Regions from separate parts of the Sus scrofa genome. Here all the other regions are linked to region 2. A link is a contact called in public HiChIP or PLAC-seq data. All regions are on one chromosome and are shown on one strand. Each heading gives the region's core, a stretch centred on a gene start, on an enhancer-like site or on the middle of the called end of the contact. The rest is flanking DNA. Distances are from core to core; before and after follow the strand shown. Region 1 overlaps NCOR2 (nuclear receptor corepressor 2). Region 2 has its middle 72 kb from the start of NCOR2. Region 3 overlaps NCOR2 (nuclear receptor corepressor 2).

Region 1 (3,442 bases), core at 683-3,182, 140 kb before region 2:
AGGCGGAGGGTACTGGGCTCCTCGGGACAGTGCACAGCAGTGGCTTTGGCCCTTCCTGGGGCAGCACTGACCCTGATCAGGGGGGTTCCACACGGGCAGCCCCGCTGGACAGGAGAGAAAGCAGACTGCACAATCAGACACACGCACGTGCACTTACACATACACACATACATACAGACACATCCTCACACATACACATGTGCACATACACACGTACCCCCTTACGCATACACACTCACACTGACACACAAACACACAGGCGCATGGGTGGCCCCACTGGCCAGGGGAGGAAGCAGATCACACACTCACATACACGCATGCACTTATACACATACACACATAAACATGTGTACACGTTCACACATACTCCCTTACACACACATGCACTCACATGCCAAATACACACACTAATATTCTCAGATTCACAATACACACTCATAAACTCACACACGTACATTCTCACACTCACACTTCAGAGGCTGAAATACCACCAAGCAAGTCTGTGGGATGCTGGGAGCAAGAACCTGAGAGGAAAAGGAGCATGGGCCCCTAAGACCACAGTCTGTGTGTGTTGTGACGACAAGTCACCCTCAGCCTCTTGCTCACTCTCAGTGAGTTTTTTTTTTTTGCTTTTTAGGGCTGCACTCGCAGCATATGGAAGCTCCCAGGCCAGGGGTCAAATGGGAGCTACCGCTGCTGGCCTACACCACAGCCATAGCAACGCCAGATCCTTAACCCACTGAGCGAGGCCAGGGATCGAACCCGCAACCTCATGGTTCCTAGTTGGATTCGTTTCCGCTGCGCCATGCCAGGAACTCCTCGGTGGGAATTCCTCACCATCCCCACCATCATCACTCTCCTCATCTTCTTCTTCATCATCGCTGTCATCACCACCATCATCAAAGCATCGTCCCGTTCTTCTTCACCATCACCACCATCATACCACGGCTGACGCTGGCTAAGCACGACCACGTCACATGCCTGGCAGAAAACCGATTCCTTCCAGCGGACTCACTGTCCCAAACCCCAAAAAGCTATGACTACCATCCCCTTTGTACAGGCGGGAGCTCAGAGCTTAGGGCCAACAGCCTGTCGCCTGAGGTCATGCAGTCAGCGACAAGGAGGTCAAGATCCTGATGGTTATTCTCATAAAGTCTAGGGTGTCTACTTTTTCTCCTGCTGCTCATGCTTTTGGTGTCACACCCAAGATCCACTGCCAAATCCAAGGTCCTAAAGATTCACCTGTATGGGTTTTTTTTCTAGGAACTGTATGGCTTTAGCTCTTGCTTTGGGGCCTTTGATTTATTTTGAGTTATTATTTGTTCTAATTCTGGAAGCTGGGGTACAACTCTACTCTGTGTGTGAGGACGAAAAATAAGAAGCTCAGAGGTGTGGGGGATATGAGAGGAGTGAGCAAACCCTTAGCTGTCTCTAAAAAAGAAATTGATAAAAAGGACAGAGGGGACAGGAGAAAGAAAAAAAGCAGATTATGCTGAAAACACGCCAATATCCACTCTAGTGGGTTCGATCGTGACCCTCCCCTCAAAAGATGTCTCCACATCCTAACCCCAAGAATCTATAAATGTGACCTTTTTTGAACAAAAGGTGTTTTCAGTGCAATAAAGTTAAGCGTCTTGAGATGAGGTCATCCTGGATTAGGGTGACCTCTAGATCCAATGACAGACGTCCATGTGAGGGAAGAGAGGGGAGAGGCCAGGTGGTGATGGAGGCAGAGAAGGGAGTCATGAGGCCTTAGCTAAGAACCGCCTGGAGCCGCCAGGAGCTCGAAGAGAGAGGCAGGAAGCCTCTGGAGAGAGCGCAGCCCCGCCCACATCTTGATCATGAACTTCTGGCCTCCAGAATAGTGAGAGAGGATGAGTTTCTGATGTTTGAAGGCACCGAGTTTGTGGTCATTTGTTGCAGCAGTTTCAGGAAATGAATACATCCACCGTCCACGCTGAGCTCAGCCCCTGACTGATCCATCCTGCAAGGCCACCATCAATCACACAGGCTCCCTGTGCCAGGCACTGCACTCACCCTTCCTGCAGCCTCGCCATGACCCCATTTCACAGATGAGGATAATCGAGGCTTGGGGTAAGACAGCTCTCCCAAGATGACACACAGCGGGTATGATGGGTGGGGTTTGAACTTGTTCATCTGTGACTCAGCCTAGTACCCCCACCCCCACCAACACACACACACACACAATCTGGCTTCCAGGAGTAGGGGGCAGGGAGTGAGCTCAGTTTCTCAGGGAAAGACAGGCAGCACTGGCAGAGGTTGAGCACCCCTCTGGGGGAAGAGCCTCAGCTCTGTGGGCAGAGCAGGCGTGCGGGGAGAGCGTGGGCAGCTTACTCAAGGTCCTAGGAACCTCGAAGGAGTGAGCCAAGCAGACTCACGGTGGGGGCAGGGGGCATGCTGAGCTAAGGGGGCCGTCTTGATCAAGCCCCCACCCGGTCCTGGCTGACACGATGCATGGGGCTTCAGGCTTATTATATAAGAACAAGGACAACATCATTCCAGATACCTCCTGTCTCAGCTTCTGCGGTTTCCAAACTCATTTTCACAAGGGCCTCTCTTAAGGTAGGCTCAAGTTGGCCACAAAGCCACCCAGAATTTCTTAGAAGACTCCAGTTCCTCTATCTTTACGTAAGCCCATTCCCCCTCCACCCCCTCGAGGGACCCCCAAGGGGCAGTGGGAGACTTCTTAAGAACTCGCCTACCCAACTCCACCAGCCCACCAGCTGCCAGGACCCTTGTAAAATGTAAATCCCTTGTAAAATGTAAATTGCATGGCCTTCCTCCCACCCCAGAGGAGCCCCAGGCCCAGGCAGAACCTCTGTGGAAAGACTGGAATTTGGGGTGTGATAATGAGAGAAGTTCCTTGCTCCAGGAGAGACAGGGAAGCAGTGGGGTGAAGGTCTGGGTGTCTGCACCTCCTTTCTAACGGTTCAACACAAAAACATTCACACACCCATGCGTACACACACACACACAGAGCTAATATAAAGAAATGTCAACCATGATGGATTCTAGATCATGGCACATATACACATTCATTGTATTCTGCTGTCCAATTTCCTGACTGACTGTCAAATTTTCTGGATAACTAAGAATTCTTCTATTAAAGACTTTGTATTCCTCATTGAGAATACATTTATAAGAATAAATTAAGTGTCCCATTGTATTTAGAATAAAATCTAGGAGTTCCATCCTAGCTGAGAGCAAACGTTTCTAAGTGACCTGGCTCCCAGGATTTTCAAGCACAATCCCTTCACTCCTGCCCTGACTTCAGATGTGCCTGCCATATTCTGTCCCGTGTTACTCCAGGCTGGTTCCTGCCTCAGGGCCTTTGCACATGCACTGCCCTCTCCTTGATATTCAGACCTCCAGATGGTCCTTTCTGGTCACTCCCATCCAGCTGTTCCGACCCCAACCCCAA
Region 2 (3,530 bases), core at 683-3,182:
TAGAGAGAACTAATAGACCGCAGCCAGTTATCCATTTGTAACCTTGCTTTTTTTTTTTTCCCCTGGGTGCCGGGAGAAGATAGAAATCAAGGGAATTTCCACCCCACTTCCCTGATGTGCTGGTTCTTCTTGGACATTTTTGTGATGTGGAGTTGACAGAACTTCCCCTTTTGGCGGGCACGTCTTGAGGTTTTTTTTTTTTTTTTCGGGCCACACCCGCAGCATATGGAGGTTCCCAGGCTAGGGGTTCAATCAGTGCTGTAGCCGCCAGCCTGCACCAGAGCCACAGCAACGCAGGATCTGAGCCATGTCTGTGACCTACACCACAGCTCACAGCAATGCTGGATTCCCAACCCACTGAGTGAGGCCAGGGATCGAACCTGCATCCCCAAGGATACCAGTCGGGTTGGTTAACCGCTGAGCGACAATGGGAACTCCCGCATCTTGAGCGTTGCTGGCTCCAGGGCTGGATGAGGGCACTGAGTGGTCAGAGGGGGTCCCAGGGAGTCCCCCAGAGGATGGGAAGGGTGGGGAGAGGGGCTCAGCTTCCCCTTGGCCTGGCCATATTGGGTCAACCATGGGCAGGTGGTGGGCGACCTGGTGGTTTGATCCTGTGGCGATGTTATCATTTGCCCACCCAATGGGAAACCATTCTCCCCCCACTTGGTCTTTTTAAATTTCTTTGATTTAAAAAATTTTTTTTAATTTAGTTTAATTTAATTGTTTATTTTTTGTCTTTTTAGGGCTGCACCTGCGGCATATGGAGTTTCCCAGGCTAGGGGTGGAATCAGAGTTACAACTAGGCTACACCACAGCCAGAGCAACACTATATCTGAGCTGTGTCTGTGACCTACACCACAGCTCACAGCAACACAAGATCCTTAACTCACTGAGCAAGGCCAGGGATGGAACACGCATCCTCATGGATCATGGATCCTAGCTGGGTTCTTCTTAAAGGGAACTCCACCCTGACTTGTTCTTGGTGGGGGAGGCTGGACATTCCAGCTCCTTCCTTCCCCCGTGCAAGGAGCCCTGTCATGCCCTGCCGTGAGTCCCCAGGAGGAGTCCCGCAGAATCTGTGCCTCCTCTCCTAGGTTCTGTGAACTTGACTGCTGATGGCTGGCCCCCTCTGACCTTCCTCAAAGGGCTGACTTAGTGCCGCCCAGGCTGGGGCTCATGTCCCCTGGCATGGCCATCTGGCTGTACTGGCTGAAGGAGGGAACGAAAGCCCAGCCCCCGCCTCAAGGCAGGACCAGCTCTGTGGCCGTCCTGTGCCCCAAGCTGCCCCTGGGACCAAGTTGAGGCCAAGACATCACCTAAAACTGCCCTTTGCCCTGATTTCGTCCCCCCTTCCTGTCTGCTTCCTCACTCCCTTCCAACTTGTCCTGGGAGCACATCCTTAACAACAAGTCACTGGTTCAGACATTTTCATCTCAGAGTCTGCTTCTGAGGAGACTGGCCCGAGGCACCTGTTCTTGCCTGGAGAGACCCCGTGTTGGCTGGTGGACCTGAGGGAAGTCTGGGGAAGGTTTTCTCTCCCTGATGAAAGACTGAGACCTGGTACCTTTTCAATCCCTGGACATGATTGTGTGGAGACCAGTGGCTGTGGGCAGAGGCTCAAGAGGCACAGAGATGGCACCTGCAGAGCAATGCCTGGGGTGCACACACGCTTCCACGCCTCAGCATGATCCTGATGGAATGTGGCTACCACATGGAGGGGGACAGTCCTTGCTGATATCACTGAGAAACCAATCCTGCGGCTGCTTATCTAGACCTTTGTTTTTGTGAGATTAGACTCAATCCTCTGGGTGGAAAATTCTGGCTAGAAAGGTTGTTACTTGCAGCTGGAAGTGTGCCCGCTGACAGAGCTGCCCAGCACCCCTTCCATTCCGGAGGCTACATTTACCACACAGGAAAACCCCTTTCTAGTGACTGAGTCAGATCCAGAGGGAAAGACTAGTCACCTTCATTGTGGCCAACGACACGTGAGGGACACTTCCTAAGGCCTCCTGGGAAAAATGGCTTTGTCATGTCTGGGTGCAGTACCCAGATCTGGGACGACCATCTGGCCCAAGGAGAATCCCTGACCCCCAGCCTCCAGTGGCTGCAGCCAGAGTCTGGTCACTGTGCCTGGCACCTTTGGGGCTCCAAACTTTTTTTTTTTTAATTTTTTAAATTAAAGTATCATTGATTTACGATGTTGTGTCAATTTCTGCTGTACAGGCCCAGACTTCTTGCCATTTTCTTTTTGTTTGTTTGTTTTTGTTTTCTTCTTTTGTCTTTTTAAAAAAGGCCACACCCACGGAATATGGAGGTTCCGAGGCTAGGGGTCAAATCGGAGCTAGCTAAGCTCGTTGTCATTTTCTTACTAACGTTTTCTTACTAATGAAGTCCATTTGAATTGGGTTTTCCAATACTGGCAGCCAAGAAGTGACAACGTGAGGACATTTGGGTGGTCCCTTCTGGACCCCTGTGCTAAAAGTAGAGAAAGCACGAGGATGGATAAGGTTAAAAATGCCACCTAGGAGTTCCCGTTGTGGCTCAGCAGGCTGAGAACCCAACTAGTATCCCTGAGGATATGGGTTCCTTCCCTGGCCTTGCTCAGTGGGTTAAGGGTCTGGCATTGCTGTGAGCTGGGGCATAGGTCGCAGAGACAGCTTGGATCCGGTGTAGCTGTGGCTCTGATGTAGGCCGGCAGCTGCAACTCCCATTTGACTCCTAGTCTGGGAACTTCCATATGCCTCAGATATGGCCCTAAAAGGACACACACACACACACACACACACACAGCCTACCTCTCAGGCCTTGCCATGTGACATTAGCCACTATTGGGCACTTCCCATTTGCTCACATGAATCTTCAGGACAGCCCTGTAAGATTGGATGAGTCAACCCTATTTTATATTATGGAGGTCTGGAGAAGGTAAGAGATTTGCCCAGAGTCACACAGCTTGTGAAGCCACATTCTTCATCGCAAACCCTGAGGGAGCTGCCAACCCCTTGCAAGAGAGACAGGCGCCCAGGGCAGGAGGGAGGCCCTGGAGGAAGGGCAGGAGGGAGGCAGGAGGATGATGTGGACCAGAGTCAGAAAGGCCTTCCACGGGCTTGCTGTGTGACTTTGAGCAAAGTGCTTTGCCTCTCGGCGAAACAGTTCCCTCTTGAGTAAGATGGAGGCCTCCTGGGCAGGTAAGTCAAATGAGAAGCATCAAATAGAGGTGCGACAAGCTGTGAAGTACAGTACACAGGTTAGCAGTGCCTATCATTGCGGAACTAATAGCAGAGGGCCCTTAGAATCCGATTATTGGTGAAAGAAAGAGGAAAGGAAAGAAGGAGGGAAGGGAGAAGGAAAGAAAGAAGGGGAGTTCCCTTCTTGGCTCAGCTGTTAATGAACCCAACCAGGATCCATGAGGTTGCGGGTTCGGTCCCTGACCTTGCTCAGTGGGTTAAGGATCTGGCGTTCCCTTGAGTTGTGGTGTAGGTCGCAGATGTGGCTCAGATACCACATTACTGTGTCTGTGGTGTGGGCCAGCA
Region 3 (3,097 bases), core at 364-2,863, 180 kb before region 2:
AACCTACACCACAGCTCACGGCAACACTGGATCCCCAACCCACTGAGCGAGGCCAGGGATGGAACCCACATCCTCATGGATACTAGTCGGGTTCATTACTGTTGAGCCACAACGGGAACTCCATTTTTTAAAAATTTTTAAAAGTTTTACTGAAGCATAGTTGATTTACATGACTGTTGCTGTGGCTGCTTTTGAGCTTCTTCTCTGAGTTTCCCTACGTGTGAGCCCAGGAGAGCCAAGTCATATAAGATGTTGTGTGGTGGGGGGGGCACGGTGAGCATGAGAGATGGCAGCTTCAGGGACTCAGTCCCTGGAACAGTGCCAGGCACAGAGCATGCGCTTGGTAAAGGCCACTGACCATGGGAGGAGAGCTCTGGCAGGCAGGAGGGAGTGTGAGGAGCAGCTCAGGAGGGGGAGAAGGCCCCCATCCTCACTTTCCCTCCCTCTCACAGGAGCCGCAGAGGAAAGCTATGGAAGTCTGAGCCAAGGAGGCGGGGCGGGGGGCGGGGGGAGAATGCCCATCAGAGGGTCCGGGGTTGTGTTTTTCACCCCACTATCTAACCCCAATGTTGGCATGGGGTCCAGAAGAACTTTCCCAGAAGTCAAGTGCACCAGCGTACTTCTGAAAGGAACCCTCCTGCCCTGCGCCTCTAGGCACGCTGGCACCAAGGGGCAGCCAGCAAAAGCCTACAGGAGCCACACAGGGTTTGTGGCCAACCGGCTGGGTTTGAATCCCAACTGGCTCCGTGACTGTAGGGAGGCTAAGTCCCTTCTCAAAGTCTCAAACAGCCCATCTGTGAAATGAATACAATGCTCTCCCGCAGCAAGAAGGGCCAGGTACCCAGAACAAAGCTGGGTGTGGGGGAGGGGCACGAAACGTCACCTCCATCAATTCCCACCCAGGGAAGGCATCCAGGTGGCTGGGGCCTCAGCAGGAGCACCTAGGACCCGGGTGGGGGTTCCTGTGGACACAGGAGGGCAGGCCCCAAACAGCCAAAATAGTAGACGACACACACACCAGCTGCCCCCCTGTGGCCGAACTTGGGAAATGCTACTCAATTCTTGTCTTCTTTTCCCCTTGGAGGCAGGACTTGAGGCTCAGAGTACCTGGGGGTGGGCATCTGCCGGGCAGAGGGAGAAAGAGAGGCCCACAGAAGTGAAGGTACAAACCAGGCGCCTACCAGGGCTGAGGGGGCAAGCCAGGAAAAGCAAGTGTTGGCCCTGGCCCTTTGGAAAGCGGGTGGGGGCTACTCAGCTCCAACAACTACTACCTGGCACAAATGTCGGCCAAGCGTGGCCAGATCTTCTGATTTAAAAACAAAACCAAAATGATCATCTAATTTTTTTTTTAATGGCCACTCCCACGGCATATAGAAGTTCCCAGGTCAAGGATTGAATCTGAGCCCCAGCTGCAACCGACAACGCAGCTGTAGCAATGCTCGATTCTTCACCCACTGGGTCAGGCCAGGGATCAAACCCACTGCTACAGTCGGATTCTCAACCCACTGAGCCACAGTGGGAACTCTGGTGATCTGGATTCTTATGTGAACTCTGTGGTTCCAGGATAATCACAACCGACAGCTGAAGAGCCTTTGCCATGACTCAGGTTCTAGGCTCTTCCCACACACAAAGTCACTGAGAGACTCACCCCATGGTTACAGGCACTGCAGGCAACCACGGTGCAGATGATGACACTGAGGCACAGGCAGGTTAAGGAACTCGCCCCAGGCCACACAGCAAGTTTGCAGCTAAAGCTGGGGTCCTGAGCCCGCTATACCTGTGGCACCCTTTCCCTGGCCGAAGACTCACCCAGCTCGGCACTCTGCTGTGGGGTGACGGTCTCCTCGCTGTTGGCCTCGTTGGCCATGGAACGGGTGATGCGGCCTTTGCGTCTCCCCTGGCTGTTGGCAGTTTTGCGGCCTTTGGAGGCCACTGCCTCCTTCTCATCATTGTCTTCCCCAGAGGTGTCGTCTGCCTTCTCCCTAAAGGCCAGAGAGAAGAGATAGGGATGGTTTCACCTGAGCCAGGAACCTGGATGGCAGTTTCAAGAGACCCTTTTTCTGGGCAAGATGAGGGCTGGCTGCCAGCACTTTTGTACTCATCAGTAGAAAAGTGGGGGGTGGGGTGGGATTTTTTAAATGGAGATCTCTCCCGTTGTGACCCAGTGTTAATGAACTCGACTAGTATCCACGAGGATGCGGGTTTGATCCCTGGCCTCCCTCAGTGGGTTAAGGATCTGGTGTTGCTGTGAGCTGTGGCGTAAGTTGCAGATGTGGCTTGGATCTGGCATTGCTGTGGCTGTGGTATAGGCTGGCAGCTATAGCTCTGATTCGATCCCTAGCCTGAACTGCCATATGTCGCAGGTACAGCCCTAAAAAGACAATAATAATAATAATAATAATAATAATGAAGAAGGGGAAAAGCTCAGGGCGAGGGCCGGCTGGTAGCAATCTGCAAACCTTCTTTACTTACCAGATGCGGGAGTACTGCAGGTAGGCATCTACAGTGCCATCTTATTTAACAAAAGGGAGGTGTGAGCGGGTATTTAAAGTCTACTTTATTCTTCTAACAGGGATGTGGGCTGCTGGCTATCTGCAAGACCATTTCATCCACTAAACAGATGCTCTCCACTGTGACTACTGGAGTAACTGCACGAGGGTGCAGGCTGGCACAGTCCTCAGGCACTTTACTTACTCCCTCAGAGAGGAGCTGTCCCCAACGGGGCCCTAGAAACAACTCAGTCTTGGCTTTCAGCATCATCACCGGCCACTGCGTCCTGCAGAAAGCGCAAGATGAGAGTTCCCTGCCAGTGGAAGCGGCTGAGCCCGGTTGTGTGGGGAGGCATGTGACCGCGGTAACTGGGGCTGGGACCTTCTCAGAAGCCGCCTCGGGAGAGTTTACTGTGGGGCCGCTCAGATTTATCACCTCCGCCGCCCATTCATCTTCCTGAAGGCCCTCGCAGGAGCGTCTGGGAGACGGGGTAACGAAGCCAGATGTTCTCTGAAACCACATTCCTGAGCCCACTCCAGGTACCTGGCGCTGAGTGATGCCCGCCGCCACCCCCGCCCCCCTTTCTGGGAGTGACTCTCCAGCTGGT

The links. HiChIP or PLAC-seq counts read pairs in DNA pulled down with a chosen protein or histone mark.
Region 1: a contact with region 2 is called in an H3K27ac HiChIP or PLAC-seq map of alveolar macrophages. The contact joins two enhancer-like sites. A contact is called at or near these places in 1 of 47 Hi-C or Micro-C datasets (liver) and 1 of 2 datasets of contacts at active chromatin or transcription factors (alveolar macrophages).
Region 3: an H3K27ac HiChIP or PLAC-seq map of alveolar macrophages shows a contact between it and region 2. The contact joins two enhancer-like sites.

What each region holds. Positions count from the first base shown.
Region 1 is chr14:28,713,296-28,716,737 of Sscrofa11.1, reverse strand. All of the region lies in intron 10 of NCOR2 (nuclear receptor corepressor 2), which reads right to left. Among named protein-coding and RNA genes, the nearest start is that of NCOR2, 72 kb to the right of the region's middle. Within about 2 kb of position 1,932, at least 2 of the 83 cell types and tissues checked have an H3K27ac peak or open chromatin away from gene starts, as enhancers often do. A contact at or near this core is called in alveolar macrophages, where this site is marked.
Region 2 is chr14:28,568,928-28,572,457 of Sscrofa11.1, reverse strand. No RefSeq gene overlaps it. Among named protein-coding and RNA genes, the nearest start is that of NCOR2, 72 kb to the left of the region's middle. Within about 2 kb of position 1,932, at least 9 of the 83 cell types and tissues checked have an H3K27ac peak or open chromatin away from gene starts, as enhancers often do. A contact at or near this core is called in alveolar macrophages, where this site is marked.
Region 3 is chr14:28,746,212-28,749,308 of Sscrofa11.1, reverse strand. It overlaps NCOR2 (nuclear receptor corepressor 2), which reads right to left. Exons shown (of 49, transcript NM_001044576.1): 17 at 1,810-1,982. Among named protein-coding and RNA genes, the nearest start is that of RFLNA, 94 kb to the left of the region's middle. Within about 2 kb of position 1,613, at least 4 of the 83 cell types and tissues checked have an H3K27ac peak or open chromatin away from gene starts, as enhancers often do. A contact at or near this core is called in alveolar macrophages, where this site is marked.